Regions from separate parts of the Zea mays genome. Here region 2 is linked to region 1. The links are chromatin contacts, called in public Hi-C maps. All regions are on one chromosome and are shown on one strand. Each heading gives the region's core, a stretch centred on a gene start, on an enhancer-like site or on the middle of the called end of the contact. The rest is flanking DNA. Distances are from core to core; before and after follow the strand shown. Region 1 holds the start of LOC100275410. Region 2 holds the start of LOC100283450 (cyclin delta-2).

Region 1 (7,582 bases), core at 3,524-6,023:
CATTTTGTTTTGATTTGTTTTATCACTTAAATTAGTTTATACTTGACTTAAAACTTTATATTTTAAAGTAAATATTTTGAATAATACGAGTGGTCAAAGTTTATCATATATTTATGAACGAATGTAGGAGTATATTTCATAAGACGGCCCCCTCGCACGGGCCGAATTCACATCCCACCATACCAGAATACCGATGAAGCGAGAAATTAATAAATGCGCATATTATAATTAATATACACAGTATATAGCAGCAGAATTGATTATTTATAGTCTATATTAGCTCAAATAAATAGCTATAATTAGTTACTGGTCGAAGCTAAAATTTTGGCTTAAATAACTATGGCTGCCTTAACTGGATGGTTAACGAATAGTTGAAAACTTAGCTAAAAAAACTAGTTCTTCTTAAAAAAAACACTTAGCTAACTAGGTAAGGATTAGCCGTATTTATTAAACAGTCCCGATACCACGTACACGTACGTCGACACAGCCGCGCGACAGTTTGGTAGCGAGTCCTTGTACCGTACCTACGCGTCCACCTCTCAATGTACAGGAGGGAAAAAAAAACACAACATGTTTTCGCAATTATTGTACGTTGTGTATACATGGACCATCTCGTGCGCGCTAGCTAATCCGGCCAATCCGTCGTCGGCCGGACCCGGACGCGGACGGACGGACACAAAAAAAGTACAGCAAGTCGGGCTAGTTAAATTAAAGCGCACATCTGGTTCACACAATTTGATAGCCTGCCACTTTTGATTTGATAAACTAGACAGGTTTTGAATTGCAGAACATGCTAAGTTTGTTGACCTCCCAAGCCCCCACCCCACAAAAAAGAAACTAAAAAAAACTTTGCAGTTGCAGGCCTTTAATTTGGACGATCGATGCGGCTAGATCTTTAATAATCCTGCGAAGCGCAGGCCGGAGAGCAAAGAGGTGGAAGCACTGGGCCTGGGCGTATGGTAATTAGTACTATACGGGCAGATTCTCATCATAGTTTAATCAAACCAAGGCGGCCGTGCGTGGATCGTTTTTTAGGGTGGGCGGAGCGCTATTATTACACCTTCTCGCGCTTGCTCCATGTCCATGTTGCTGGTGTGCTGCATCATGGACCCTGGCGCGCATGAGCTACCCAGTCCTACTCATGAGTCAAAGAAAAAAAAGGGCTCCAATTTCGCAACCCCTTTTGTAGCTTTATCGTAGACCACCCAATCCGACTGCTGCTTTAATTTTAATCATTGGCAATTCTATAGATAATTTAGCTTCCGAATAAAAAGAAAATAAACATAGAGAACAAATTGGAGGTATTATTATAGACATGAATCGATCGAGCTCGAGCGAGCAATGCGTGCCGCATGCCCTCTGCAGCGCGCCAGAAAGTGGCTGCTACGTCTACGTGTACTCTCATCCTCTCTCTGCCAGTCGGCCTGCCTGTACGCAAAGTCGTTTCTTACACGCTTCAACTTAAGAAAAGGAGAAAGGGAGATGCATCCTACATTTTATCCCGGGTTCGGATAAAAAAATGAAATAAAGGCTATCTCGCTATACTATACGCCTACGCATGCAAATGCGATGCAAACGCAAGATCGAAAAAAAAAGTGTGGTGTGACACAGCACGCGGTCGGTCAGTCAGTCAGTCAGATCACAGTCACCGCTCGCTCCTCTCGTATGCCCGCAGCCCATGCCGCGGGGCCCGGCTGCCGAGAGCCTGAGACTGACTGCAGGGCCCGTCGGTAGGTCACGTCACGGAGGTCACTCCCTTCCTTCCTTGGTCATGCTTTGTGCATGTGCTACAGCCATCAATGCCATGCAATACGACGGAGATGGATGGCGCGTGTAGAGCCGGCCGGCCACCAGATTATACGGATATTATTTTTGTTTTCTTATTTTGGTACTCGGCCTCGGACTCTCAGCCGGTTAGTCTATCTCCGACGGTTTTTTAGATATCGTATATCCCGTTCTATATTTTAAACTAAAATCTACTATGTAAATAATATCATAATAATTCTGTGTCCCTATTTTATGCTACATACTGGAGACAATCTTACGAAGTTATATTCACTCGTACCTTTTCTGTAGAACATAGACAAGGAAAGACCATACTTCACACTGCTTGTTACTCAGGATCGTTTCTGGCTTTCAGGGGCCCGGTGCGAAATTCGATATAGAGGCTGGCTTTCAGGGGCCCGGTGCGAAATTCGATATAGAGGCCCCATACACACATAAATATATATAGTTATACATATATTATTGAATATTTAACGTATAAAAATTATTATACACTGTTTTGAAGTTTATAAGATAACAGATGTAAAATATAACAAAAACACTTACTTGTTATATGATATTATTAAAAATATCTTCTAACATTTTGTGATACAAAGTCGTCGCTTATATCATCGAGATCAATCTCATCCAACAACTTTTTTCGATATATAGAATCGTCAATCCATTTAACCTCTCTTGAGTTATTGTTGACCATAAATAGTTCATTAAAAAATTTAATTTTAAAAATATTCTCTCTACCGAAGCAACCATCATATGTATAGTTTATAATACTTCCTATATCAAAATAAAATTTGTTTTGCTTCTTTAGTGAATTTATCATTATCAATATAAACATAAAAATTAAGAGATAAAACAAATACTATTTTGAAACAGATGAAGTATTCGATAAATAATTGAGACATTAGTTTAACAATATAAATGAGACTAGTCGATAACTCGATATCATATCGTTCTTTACGTATTTGTGTCTAGAATAGATAAGTTTAACAAAAAAATACTAGCGTCCAGTGGCTAGGGGACCCTCTGTTTTTAGGGGCCCGGTGCGGCCGCACCCTCCGCACCCCCTCAGGGCTGGCCCTGTTGTTACTTTTCAGGAGAGTCTTAGGTCTGTTTCGCCCGTTGTCTAACTCGCCATAGTTTACCTAACTTCTTTTAAGATTAGTTTTTCAGTTCGAACGGTTAATCTTAGATAAAGTACCATACTTTTAGCCGCGAAACCAAACACTCCCCGTGTTTGCCAAAAGCTTAAACTAAATTTCAAGCCGAAATGGCAAAACAAGGGCTGAATTATATTATAGATTGGAGAGGCTGGAGATGGCCACAATGCAAAATAAACAGAGTAGCTGCGAAGATGATGCATGAATTACAAACATGTACGGATTGATACATACCGAACACATGAGTGATGGTCTGGTGAAGCTACATCCTATTGTTACACGTTTTCAACCTATAGTCGTGAGCTTTCTTTCTATGACTATAAAGTTTCTTAATCTACCCCTGCCTCATACGATCTTCCGCTTCGGTATTGTCTCTCTCAGACCTACTATCGTAGATATATTAGGTAGTGTTTGGTTGAGGAGCCAAGTAGAACGGAGTCGTTCCATCCCTGATTCTAGGAACGGAGCCGCTCTGTTCTGTGTTTGGTAATCTGGAACGGAGCGGTTCTGTTTTTTGTTTGGTTGCAGAGTGAACGGAACGGAGCGTGACTGTGAGAGCGGGATTGGAACGGAGCGGCTCCGTCCCATTGATTTTTTGGAGCGGAATGGTTCCGGATCTGAGGAGAATATTCCCTAATTGGAGCCATTCCGTTCTAGTTACTTTGTAACCAAACAACAACAAAACTGGAACAGAACGGTTCCGTTCTACCTGGCTCTTCAACCAAACACTACCTTGGGTACCTTACACTGGGTTTAGCTAGAATCATATATGCACAACAATTCCAGTAGGGCACTAAATCTGAATTTAAGGGTTACTTTGGAATACGAAATTTTCCCCGTTTTATGTATTTTTTCTGTGAAAATAAATTGTTTTCTATGAAATTTCTATATGATTACTATAAAATTTCTACATTCCAAAGGAGCTCAATGTTTAAGAAAAAAAGGTCCGACAGAGTTTTTTATTTAAGCCCTCAAAGCAGTAGAGATATCCTAAAAGATCCCTTCTTGGTTTGCATGGGGGCACGCATGGAATGCAAACGCAAAAAAAGAAAGAGTGACGGTCAAGGTTCACGAAAAAAGAGAGCAGAAAATGACTTTGTAGAGAAGGTGATGAAAGCCTCCACAAAAAAGCAGCCAAGGCCCAAGGGCGCCGGAAAGAACAAAGAACGAAAATAAACGTCAGAAATTTTACTTATATGGATAATACATATGTGCGTGCGCATGTGCGTTGAGATTTGAAGTAAGCTCACCGGCCAGGGATTACGGCCGACCGTCTCCACCTGACCTTGAACGCTGACACATTACTTATCCAATATTCTAATACAACATCACTACTTTTTCATAATAACTATAATATGTATAGTATTATTATTATTATTATATCTAATCCAGTCAATAATCTACGACATCTTTTCAGAGGTTGATACGTACATCAGAAAGTAATAAACATTCACGAGTCAGAGTTTCAGACTCGTTCTACACAGCGCGATGTTCCCGGCGGAAGCTTTTTAGCTGAGTGCAAAACTAATGTGGCAGCAATTTATAGGTTCTTGTACATAATATCTGCCTGAAATCAATTCCAGACAATTGGGGGGGGGGGGGGGGGGGGGGGGGTGGGGGAGTTGGAATTTACCTGAAAACTTGAAATATTTTCCTGTGAAATTCACTTTTGTCTGCCCAAGAATTACCGTGGCCATAACGGATTCGAATCCTCAACAGCCACCCGGATCCAAAATCCAAAACCCTGCAAGAGCAAAGCTCCTCATCACCCACCCCTCGCTCACATTTAACACCCCACCACCTCAAAAACTGCAAGCCCCAAACTCACGACCACCGTCTCCACCACGGCACCACCATCACTCCAACACCACCGCCTCCCTCTCCGTTCTCTTCCTCCCAACGACTCAAACCGCCACCGTCGCGGCTCCCTGAACCACCAGACCAGCCCAGAGCCCAGCCCACCACAAACGCTGCTGCTGCTGGAGAGAGGGGCGCGCGGGCGGACGGGAGCGATGGGCAACTGCCAGGCGGCGGAGGCGGCGGCGGTCATCATCCAGCACCCCGGCGGGAAGGTCGACCGGCTCTACTGGTCCACCACCGCCGCCGAGGTCATGCGGAACAACCCGGGACACTACGTTGCCCTCGTCATACTCCGTGTTCCTGCAGATAACAAGCCCGCCGCCGCCGCCGCCGCCGCCGCCGGGGACGCCGCGGCGTCCTCCGGCCCCGGCAGTGGTGGGGCCAAGATCACCAGGGTCAAGCTGCTGAAGCCCAAGGACACGCTTCTCCTTGGCCAGGTCTACCGCCTCATCACCGCGCAAGGTTTGTTAGCACTCAGCTGTCCTGGCCATGGGCTTAAGGCCCATGGCGCGGTTCAATTTACTCGGGCAATCTTGAAATTCTCAACCCGATCGTGCTCCGCGCGCAGAGGTGACGAAGGCGGTGCGGGCGAGGAAGAACGAGAAGATGCAGCGGTGCGAGGCCATCAGGCAGCAGCACGAGCAGCTCCGGCGCGGCGACGGGGCTCACCAGAGCTCTTCCAGCCAGGTCGGTATGCGATTCTCTGACACCATTTTTTTCTTTTTATTTCCTGGTGCAACAAGCAGCTACTGATTCTTCTGTGGCTTCAGGACGGGAAGCAGGACAAGGACCGGCACCGGGGAAGAGGCCGGCACTGGCGGCCGGTGCTGCAGAGCATCTCCGAGTCCGCGAGCCAGAGCAGCAGCAGCATCGTCTCTGAATCCGCCACCAGCTAATGCTACTGACCGGACTGTGCCATCCGGCCGGTGCTCTCTTTCTTTCTTTTTCTTTTGGGATTTCTGTTTGCTTGTTAGTATAGAGTGCTTGAGCCTAGCCAGAAATGGAAAAAAAAACTGTAAATCAGAGTGTCAGGGCAGGACTAATAGGAAGTTTGTTTCGTCTGTCAATGTGATTTGGCATGGTGAAACTGACACTAAAACCGCGTATTCAGATCAATCGAGTGGTTTGCCAATTGCAACATTTCAGAGCATGAACACTAAGCAAAAAGGAAGAAGAAAAAAAAATGCAATCCTTGCTCTTCGATCCAGAGGAGGGCCCTAAGAGTTTTAACTCATCTCGAGAGAAAAGGTTCAAGAACCGGACTCTTGTACCATACTGTATTATTAGTCTTCGCATCACTAGCAGAAACTAAGTTCAAATAATCGAGCGGTTTGGCAATCGTAACTTTGCAAAGCATGAGGTCTGAGCACAAAGTGAACTTACTACTCTCACTAAACTGTATCAACTTATAACTCTAAAAATCGTATCGATGTTATAACTAAAAATTGTATCAATATTTGGTCAGTGGCGGAAACTATGCAAATCTGAGTATATGACAGATAAACAGAACAAAAGAACTTCAATTTTAGACCGGAGATAAGCATATCTCGAAGCTGCTGGAGACTCGAGACTCGAGAAAAAGAGACATACAAAAAAACTGTAACAGAGACCATCATACAAACACATCTGGAATCTTGAGCACTGCTTGCGTCCAAACCACTCATAAACTAGGGGCAGCACCGTTCTTCGTAGAGATAGGCAATGGTGAAGACCCGGTGGGTTTTACTATCTTAGATCTGGTCCTGTTAGACTAAAAACTCTTCGTTTCAATATTCGTACCTATAGACGGATATAATTCCACATCCATATCTAGGCTCATTTGGTATTTCATACTCGACAGGTACTCATATCCGTCTGGTATGGTGGAGTTGTATATGTCTGCCTAACTTAGTTTAGGACGAATGGTGAGCGTCGAGCGACAACATCCGGCCTTCCGTCTTCCATGTTACAGGTGAGGGCGTGCCATGTGTGGCTTGGTCGCTTCGGTTGCATATTAATGAAAAGTCGCATAGTAGAAGCTTGGAGCCTTGGACGGTCTTTACCGTTTTGGTCGGTTGTCTGCATAATGTTGTCATATGTCACAAGGCCTATGTAGCATATAGTTGTATTTAAGAGCGAGGAGTCAAGACAAATCATTGAGTTAGGCTAAAATTTTAGGTCCCGTTTGTTTTCTTTCATTTTGAGTAATTTGAATCTTACTCATGGAATAGACTATTTTTTTTAGAATGTGACATTCCACCATTTTTTAAAGTTATCATATAAGCTTATCTCAAATTCATGGGGTGAGAAATGAAAATTGATTGTATTGATTTACATGCTATTTTCCGATGTACAACTTATAGCACACTCTTATACTTACTTCGCTATAACATAAATGTAGTATATAACTATCTCTCTCATATGATTTAGGATAATATACAAATATACTACATATATAAATATATGAATTTAATTAGTTTTATCTAAATTATAATTATTAAAATGAAATTCAATTCCAACGAAACAAATGAGGTCTTAGAGAATTGTTGGCTATATTCCGGGTATAAAATACCCATGAGTACACGGGTACGGATTTAATGAGTACATACTCGTATTTGTTCTACTCGTTGGGTCCTCTTTTTGTCTCGTTAACAGATCCACGTGTATATAATTATGACCAAACTCTTACCCTAGTGGAGTAATTATCCGCTGGGTCGCGTTGCCATCTTTAGTTCATCTAGAATTCGCGATGCTCGAGGCGCCTTCGTTTTGAATTTCAGTAGAGAGGATTACCATTAGCG
Region 2 (7,167 bases), core at 76-2,575, 310 kb after region 1:
GATGGATGGATGGATGGATGGATGGCGAGGCACAATGATAAGGTGTGTTCCACACACGATGATAAAAAGCGTCAGGCGGAGGCTGCTCGCTCTTGCGCTAAAGCGCGGCTGGCTGCAGCAACTGCAAAGGCAAAAGACCCCTCTGTCTTGAGTGCATAAACAAAAACCCCCTTGCCCCCTGTAGCTGCCCCCTCCTTCATTCCGTTTAGGGGCAGGGAGGTAATTAGGCAGATGCTTATAATCGATTGATTAATCCACGCGGACACGCTCCTCCAAACACTTTCTTTTCCCCGCGCCAACAACAGCAGCACTATCAACTTCCCACTGACGACAGTACAACACACACACACTGCGTGTGAGTGTGTGACACACCATCATATACAGAATGTAATTTATTAGTAAGTAGTGTGTGTCGTGTGTGGCGAAAAGAGAAATGGCGGCTGCGGCGGTGGGGGGCCATGCCATGCCATGCATAAGGAGCTTAGCTTGCTTACCGGCAAACGGTGGAGAGAGAGGAACCGGTCCATGTAGTTGACGGCGAGGTAGGCTGTCAATGGAAGAAACCCATAGTATTCTTGCACCTGATGGCGACGAAGAAGGAGACAGAGCGAGAAGAACAGTATATAAGATGAGATTGCTTGCTGAGTTCATATATCTATCTATATGCATGCATATTGTACAAATTAAACTGATAAGACTAGCAGAGCACGAAAAGCATGGTGAGAGAGCGAGCGAGAAAGCTAGCCAGCAAGCAAGCATGGTGGTGCGGCGTCTAATCTAATCCAAACGATGTGAAAAGCTTGCGAGTGTGTGTATATATAATATATATGGACTGGCGATCCGGCGTCCGTCACCTTGAGAATCCATGCGACCGACTCGGCGCGGGCGGCCGGGTCGATGGACCTGGAGCGGAGCCTGTCGGGGTAGTCCGGCCTGGGCGAGTACTGGGCCTCGCCGCCGATGAGCTCGGCGATGGATGCCGCCGCCGCCGCCGCCGAGTCGTCCTCGACAGCGGAGCAGCACCCGTCGTCGTCGTCGGTGGTGCACAGCAGGGCGCTGCCGGCGGCGTCGTCCTCGGCGCACAGGAGGTCGTAGGCGTCGCCCGGCATGCCGCCAGCGCCCGTGGGTGTGCGTCCCGTGCCGTCACTGCGACTCTGCCTCAGTGGGCGGCGGCCATTGCTGGCTGTCGTGCTGCACGGTGGGTGGTGACGCAGGCTTGCGCGCGCGGCGAGGTGGCCGGTCGTAGTGGAACAAGTGATGAGGGAGGGTAGAGGTAGATAGATTGTAGGCAGCGTAGCGTCAGGTCAGTGCGAGTGCGAGTGCGAGTGCGAGCGATCGATGTGAGAGCACTACGGCTGGATATCTATATAAAAAAAAAACTAGCTCGCCTAGCTACTGCCACTACATGCATGTGTGTATATGTGGAAGGGCTCACCATGCAATGCATATGAGGTCGGTCTGTAGGAATTTATCCTTGTGCTGTAGTATACGGTAAAACAAGAAAGAAAAATCGGATGGCTGCATGATGGACGGGTAATATAAGTAGGGAATGATTGGTAAAAGGAACCGTCTCATCCCATCACATCCTTTATACTACACATGAGTACATCACACACATGCATGTGCACCTGCCATCCTCTCTCTCTCTCTCCCGGCTCTCGGCTCTCGATGGTTTGCCGACCGAGGCCCCCACATGCCAGTGACGCGACGACGACGGCGACCAATGACAGTTCCGACTTCCGAACGAAAGGGGACCGACCCTCTGTCGCCGTTAATTTCCTTCCCGGCCGGACGTTGAGTTCGGCGAGCGTGACTGCTCGCGACTTTTATTTTTTCTTTTCATCGAGGATTCGAGGGGCTAGTGATCTAGTATAGTCGTCGTCTGGTCACTTACATGGAACAGCGTTTTTTAGGGACAAGATTGGGCTTCCTTCCTCCCCAAACTGCCAAGAATGAGACACGGTTGGGGCAGAGGTGTGTAAGCGACTGGTAGTAGTAGTAGGGTCCGGATGGCATGCCTGGTGCTCTGCAGTCCGGCGGCCATGGCCATGATTGGAGCACGGATGGTCAAGATCTACTCGAGCCAGGCAAGGTGTGGAGATCCGATCTGATCCATCGTCTGTCTGTTGGGCCTGTCGATACGGCCTGCTGCTGCTCATACACATACACATACACTATGGGAGGAGGAGGAGGAGGAGGGGTAGTAGCTGTAGTACCATGCATATATACTAGCATACCACCACCGATCCATCCGTCCGATCCCTATGTGCCGGCCGCACAGGCCCTAGCTCACTCCGACCCTTATGGGTTTCACATGAGTAAAGTATCTACAGAGCAGCAAATACACTGAAGCCTGGTATGCCCGTGCAATCAATCAATCAATCAATCGTATGACCCCCCAAAGCAAGCTAGTACATGATTACGGCCACCACATCCACATCCATCCATCCATCCATACGGTCGAAATTAAACGCAATGTATCCGGAGGAGGAGGACGACACGACACAGAGGTCCGTACCTTTGTTGGGATTGGGATTCAGGTATATATATGACTCTGCTGCATTGCAATGAAGTGAAGGAACGTATGGAGAACCTGTATCTCAAATAAATTGGCGTGCCCTACCACCATCTCTGCGCAGCCAATCCTAGGTCGAAACATAGCATATAGCTGGCATGAATTTCAGCCAACAATTATCTACGGCGCCGATGCAAAGGATATAGAAAATGGTAAAAAGGGGATGGAGGAGGAGGACCATACCTGCGCTGCGCATTACAGTTACAGCTGCTAGCTCACGGGCCACGGCCCACGGCACGCCATCTCCACACAGGCACACACCAGATCAGCTGCCCAAGACGATAGCCACCCTTCTGCATTCTGGACGGGCGTTGTTGACCCGGTCAGCGTCTGTCCGTCCTGCGAGGGGCAGGCAGCGTCCAGAGTGAGTTACAGTTTAGGACCTGTGGAGGATGTCACCGGGGATTCCCGTGCTTACGTCATAGCAAGGCGGCGTGACTCGATTTTTTTTTTTTTGGTTGCTGGGTGGTGGCGCTGCCAGGGCGCCTTCTGCGATGCAAACATGAGATGGCAAAGTATCAAGTGGCACCGCAGACCACAGTGTTCATGGCAAAATTGAATAAGAAGTTGAATCTAGCTCCTCCAATTTCTTTTGATTTTATGGTTCTCAAAATAGCCCTTAGCCTTCGTGTGCAGGAATGGGCAGGTCCACAGTAATCACCCTCCAAGATCCGGCAGTGAGGGTAGCCATAAGTTAACGCTTCAACTCGTGTACAAGTGTAGCGTTATCTCTGTATCTAATAAATAAGATCTAAGTTGTTCTATTGCCTAGATACAAATTGAGGAACGTGTAAACACACATAAACAAATCAATGAACTGTGGACTGCCATCAACAAACACTGCGTCCTTCAGAGAGAGAATACAAAAACTTTTGATGCATCATCCCACAGTTAATTCAGTAGATCTCTATTAAGGTCCATGCTAATTTCCAGACTCGATGCTAATTCATATAAAGCAAGAGGTCTGACCATAACTAAGAATTATAAGACTGACTGCAACGCATCACCCTTCCCCTCCCCTACGCTATTACTGTTCATCGGATAGGGGCTACAGTCTCCCCCTTTCTCCCGCAGCGGCGAGCGCTACGCTCTCCCCTTCCTCGCGACACTCTTCTCTCTCACGCCAGATGCAGGGGACGACTGTAGCCGCCCCCTCGCCTCCTTCGCGTGGACGCTGTCGGCCGCGGCAGACTACGGAAACTTCGCGTTCCACCTCGCTTCGCCTCGACCCCTCCGTGGACGGGCGATTTTGCGCGGCGACGCGGCGGCGGATCTGCCGTCGCCCGGTGGAGTCAGCCCCGGCACCCCTCGGTTGCGCAGAAGAGGAGGTCGAGTTCGTCACCACGCACAGCCGTTCGCGACCGAAGCCGAAGAGGACTCCAATCCGCTTCCGGCGACGAACGTCGCGACCGATTGGTTTGCTTCCATCTCCGACAATCGACGGCGCCATCAGATCCACACGGACACGCTACGATTCGGCGTGCTGGGCACTACATCTCCCCTTCTTAAGGTATTACCTTCATGAACCACGCGAAATCATTAGTTATTTGCCGATTGATTTACAACACCACTCGTATTTTGCTTGGATTTGTCGTCTTGCGGCCGAGATCCAACCCTACTACAGGTATACCATCTTGTACCCCGTCAAATGAAAACTTCATTCAGGATATATGTACATTCGCACTGGTTTTGTTCAAAATTCGTAGTTTTTGTTGCCAAGCCCATAGGAGTTTACCAGATCCACACTTGTCGTTCGAGGTATGAACTTGTTACGTTGTTCATCCTCCGATTTAGGCGCCTGGTGTACCAAACTTTGTCTGTTCCACGTGATGGAAATACACGAACAAGAGTAAGCCTAACATTAGCCATGGCAGCAATTCTATTTCCCCAGTGCTGTTCATTGGACTGTTCTTGATGTTTTTTAACTGAAGACAATGTATTTCTGGCATTTATGTGGAATGTTACCCTTTCGTACTATATGAGTATGCACCAATATAAGCCATTACACTGAATCACTTATTTTGTCACAATTCTTTGTGCTTGCATGGAGTACACGTATGTTCATGAGTAGACTCACTAAATTTCATGACATGTTAAATTACTTATGACTTCGATTATGTGCCAGATCATGTGTCTAGCACAACTTGTGTTTGACTATGATTATCTGGCTCATTATGTAATGTTCAAGACTTGAACTTGTCTTTCTGTCATGACATTAGTTCTATCATTTCTATCTGCACGTACTAGTTTCCTTTCTATTTCTGTGCCATACACTTCCCTAACCTTGAATTGTGTATAAAATGTTCTTGCTTTCGTTCATTCACATGTACCTGCCAACAATTATATAACTCATATGTACAACTTCAAAGTTTTCATCTGTCTGTTTCGTTTATCATTCGAAGTGTACATGTCATATGTCATCTTCACTTTACTTCCTCCCTATTTTTTGGACATGTACATGTTTTTCATATGGCTTAAGATACAATTTGGATGTTACATTTGTTCATCATTATGATATATCTTTGCAAGGGCTTGTACAGTACTTTGGAATCTCTCTTTTATACTTCCCTTATATTTCCTACAAGTTTGTAATGTTTTTCCTTTTTTTATGAATCCCTGGTGGTGCATACAAATTTTGTAGGCAATATTATGTGGGAACTTTTGTCATTACAACAATGCATATGCTTTTAAAGGGTTTGGACATGTTACTTCATAAATTAAATGTTTGCAGCCCATTTGATAATGGCATCCTCCCAAGAAGATAAGATGAAGGCTTTGATGAAAGTCCTTGTCAACTGTACCGAGGATGCCACAAAATCCCTGGGGGGTTTAGTTGATCATGCATTAGACCGCATGCATGATGAAGAGATCCTAGCTAGGACATTGTTTGCCATGAAAGAAAAACTAGAGTTGCTTCAGCAGGATGCCTTAGAGGCAAAAGTACAAGCCTTTCCAGAAATAGCTAAGTACGAGTGGGATGACATCAGTGTTGATCCTCCCTCTCCGTCACCCCCTCCAACAGTTACTGATCCTTCTGTTGACGAAGAGGAGTTCTACTGCCCCGACGTCAGTGACGAATGGTATTTCAGTGATTCAGATAGGTCTACCCGTAATAGCTACTGGAATATGTTTTAGGTTTATGTTCGCAGTGAAAGCTACATGACATCCTTTTGAACAACCATATGTCATGTATGTCTAAGTCTAAGCAGTACCCTGTCCCAACAAGTACTTAGTTTGATGTAAGGAATTATGTAGTCAGTGAACTATGTTCAGTACTATTTGTTATGTGCTTGGTTTAGTACTGTAACCGTGAATGGGAACCTTTTATTATAATTGTTGCTCAGTTAAATGCTTGTTATGTACTTCATTTGTTCAAATGCTTCTGTACATTTTCATAAGTTATTAGCATCTAACTAAATTTGTCCCATCTCCACACTTACTGAATGGACCCATCAAACAATGCCACTTCTTCACAGCCTATGTCAAATTCATCAATTGGCCAGCAGTTTCCTCCTCCACCCCCTTTGTGGCCAACGGGTTACATGCAGCAGAGTGGTATGGATTGTAACTTTATGGGAAACCTCAATTTTCCAAACCCTGCTCAAGGTCCGACAACAATGTGGGCACCCATGCATATAGGAAATACTTCTTCCCAATCTACCATGATTCCCGCCTCACAATCAGCTATGTACTGGAATCATTACTTGAACTTTGTCTGGAATCCTCTTGGGTCACCTGAAGTAAATCCATTTCCTGATTCCATTCCACCTTCAAATACCAGTACACCATTGCAGGGTTCCAATACTATACCTTCCTTACCTGTGAATTTGGACTCAGATGCAGAACACAGTGTTCATGACATCAATAGTCCTGAAAAGAATGCACCTCCTATACATAAACCCAAGAAGTCTAAGGAACAAAACTTTACTGGCCCTGAAGATCTTCTCCTTTGCACAACCTGGTTGCAAATAAGCAGTGACCCTGTTGTGCACACTGGCCAACGTAGGGAGGGCCTTTGGGCTAGAATTGAAAAAAGATACAACGAACAGAGGGGCAAGTTTCCTTGTAGAGTCAACAGAGCGCTTAGCAGCAGATGGGACAAGATTAGAGCAGATGTTAGTAAGTTCGCTGGCTACTACGCAAGAGTTCTAAGAGAGAAACAAAGTGGGTTAACTGATGACGACAAGGTAACCCAAATTTTACAGACTTTAAATCATGTACAAATGATTGTATACATGTTGACACATTTGTAAAATGAAACCATAATTTGTACAGACATCGAAGGCGGCAACATTATTTGCACACGAGGAGAACAAACCTTTCCAGTACATGCATTGCTGGCACCAACTAAAGGGAGAACCCAAATGAGAGAGCATTTGTAGTGGACAATCGTTCCGCGGATTGAATGCAAATCCAATTGGCTCAACAGGTACTCCGTATGCTCCCGCAACTGAAAATGATAGTGCATCTGCAGGGTTGACAGGAAAACGGCCGCGTGGTCGTGATTTCAGTAAATCAGAGAGAAACAAACCTGCATCATCGTCATCTCCAGAGTACCTTAGCCGTTTGCAAGAGATAACTGAAAAACAAAT

What was found. Hi-C and Micro-C count contacts between places; a contact is called where the count stands out from the background.
Region 2: a Hi-C map of endosperm shows a contact between it and region 1, with 2.4 times the contacts expected there. The contact joins the promoter of LOC100283450 here to the promoter of LOC100275410 in region 1. A contact is called at or near these places in 4 of 25 Hi-C or Micro-C datasets (ear, endosperm, leaf and 1 more).

Annotation. Positions count from the first base shown.
Region 1 is chr7:109,728,000-109,735,581 of Zm-B73-REFERENCE-NAM-5.0, forward strand. LOC100275410 reads left to right here and starts at 4,774. Exons shown (of 3, transcript NM_001149487.2): 1 at 4,774-5,264; 2 at 5,371-5,489; 3 at 5,573-5,942. The coding sequence starts at 4,955. The coding sequence ends at 5,698.
Region 2 is chr7:110,043,262-110,050,428 of Zm-B73-REFERENCE-NAM-5.0, forward strand. LOC100283450 (cyclin delta-2) reads right to left here and starts at 1,326. Exons shown (of 6, transcript NM_001156351.2): 1 at 855-1,326; 2 at 495-581. The coding sequence starts at 1,109.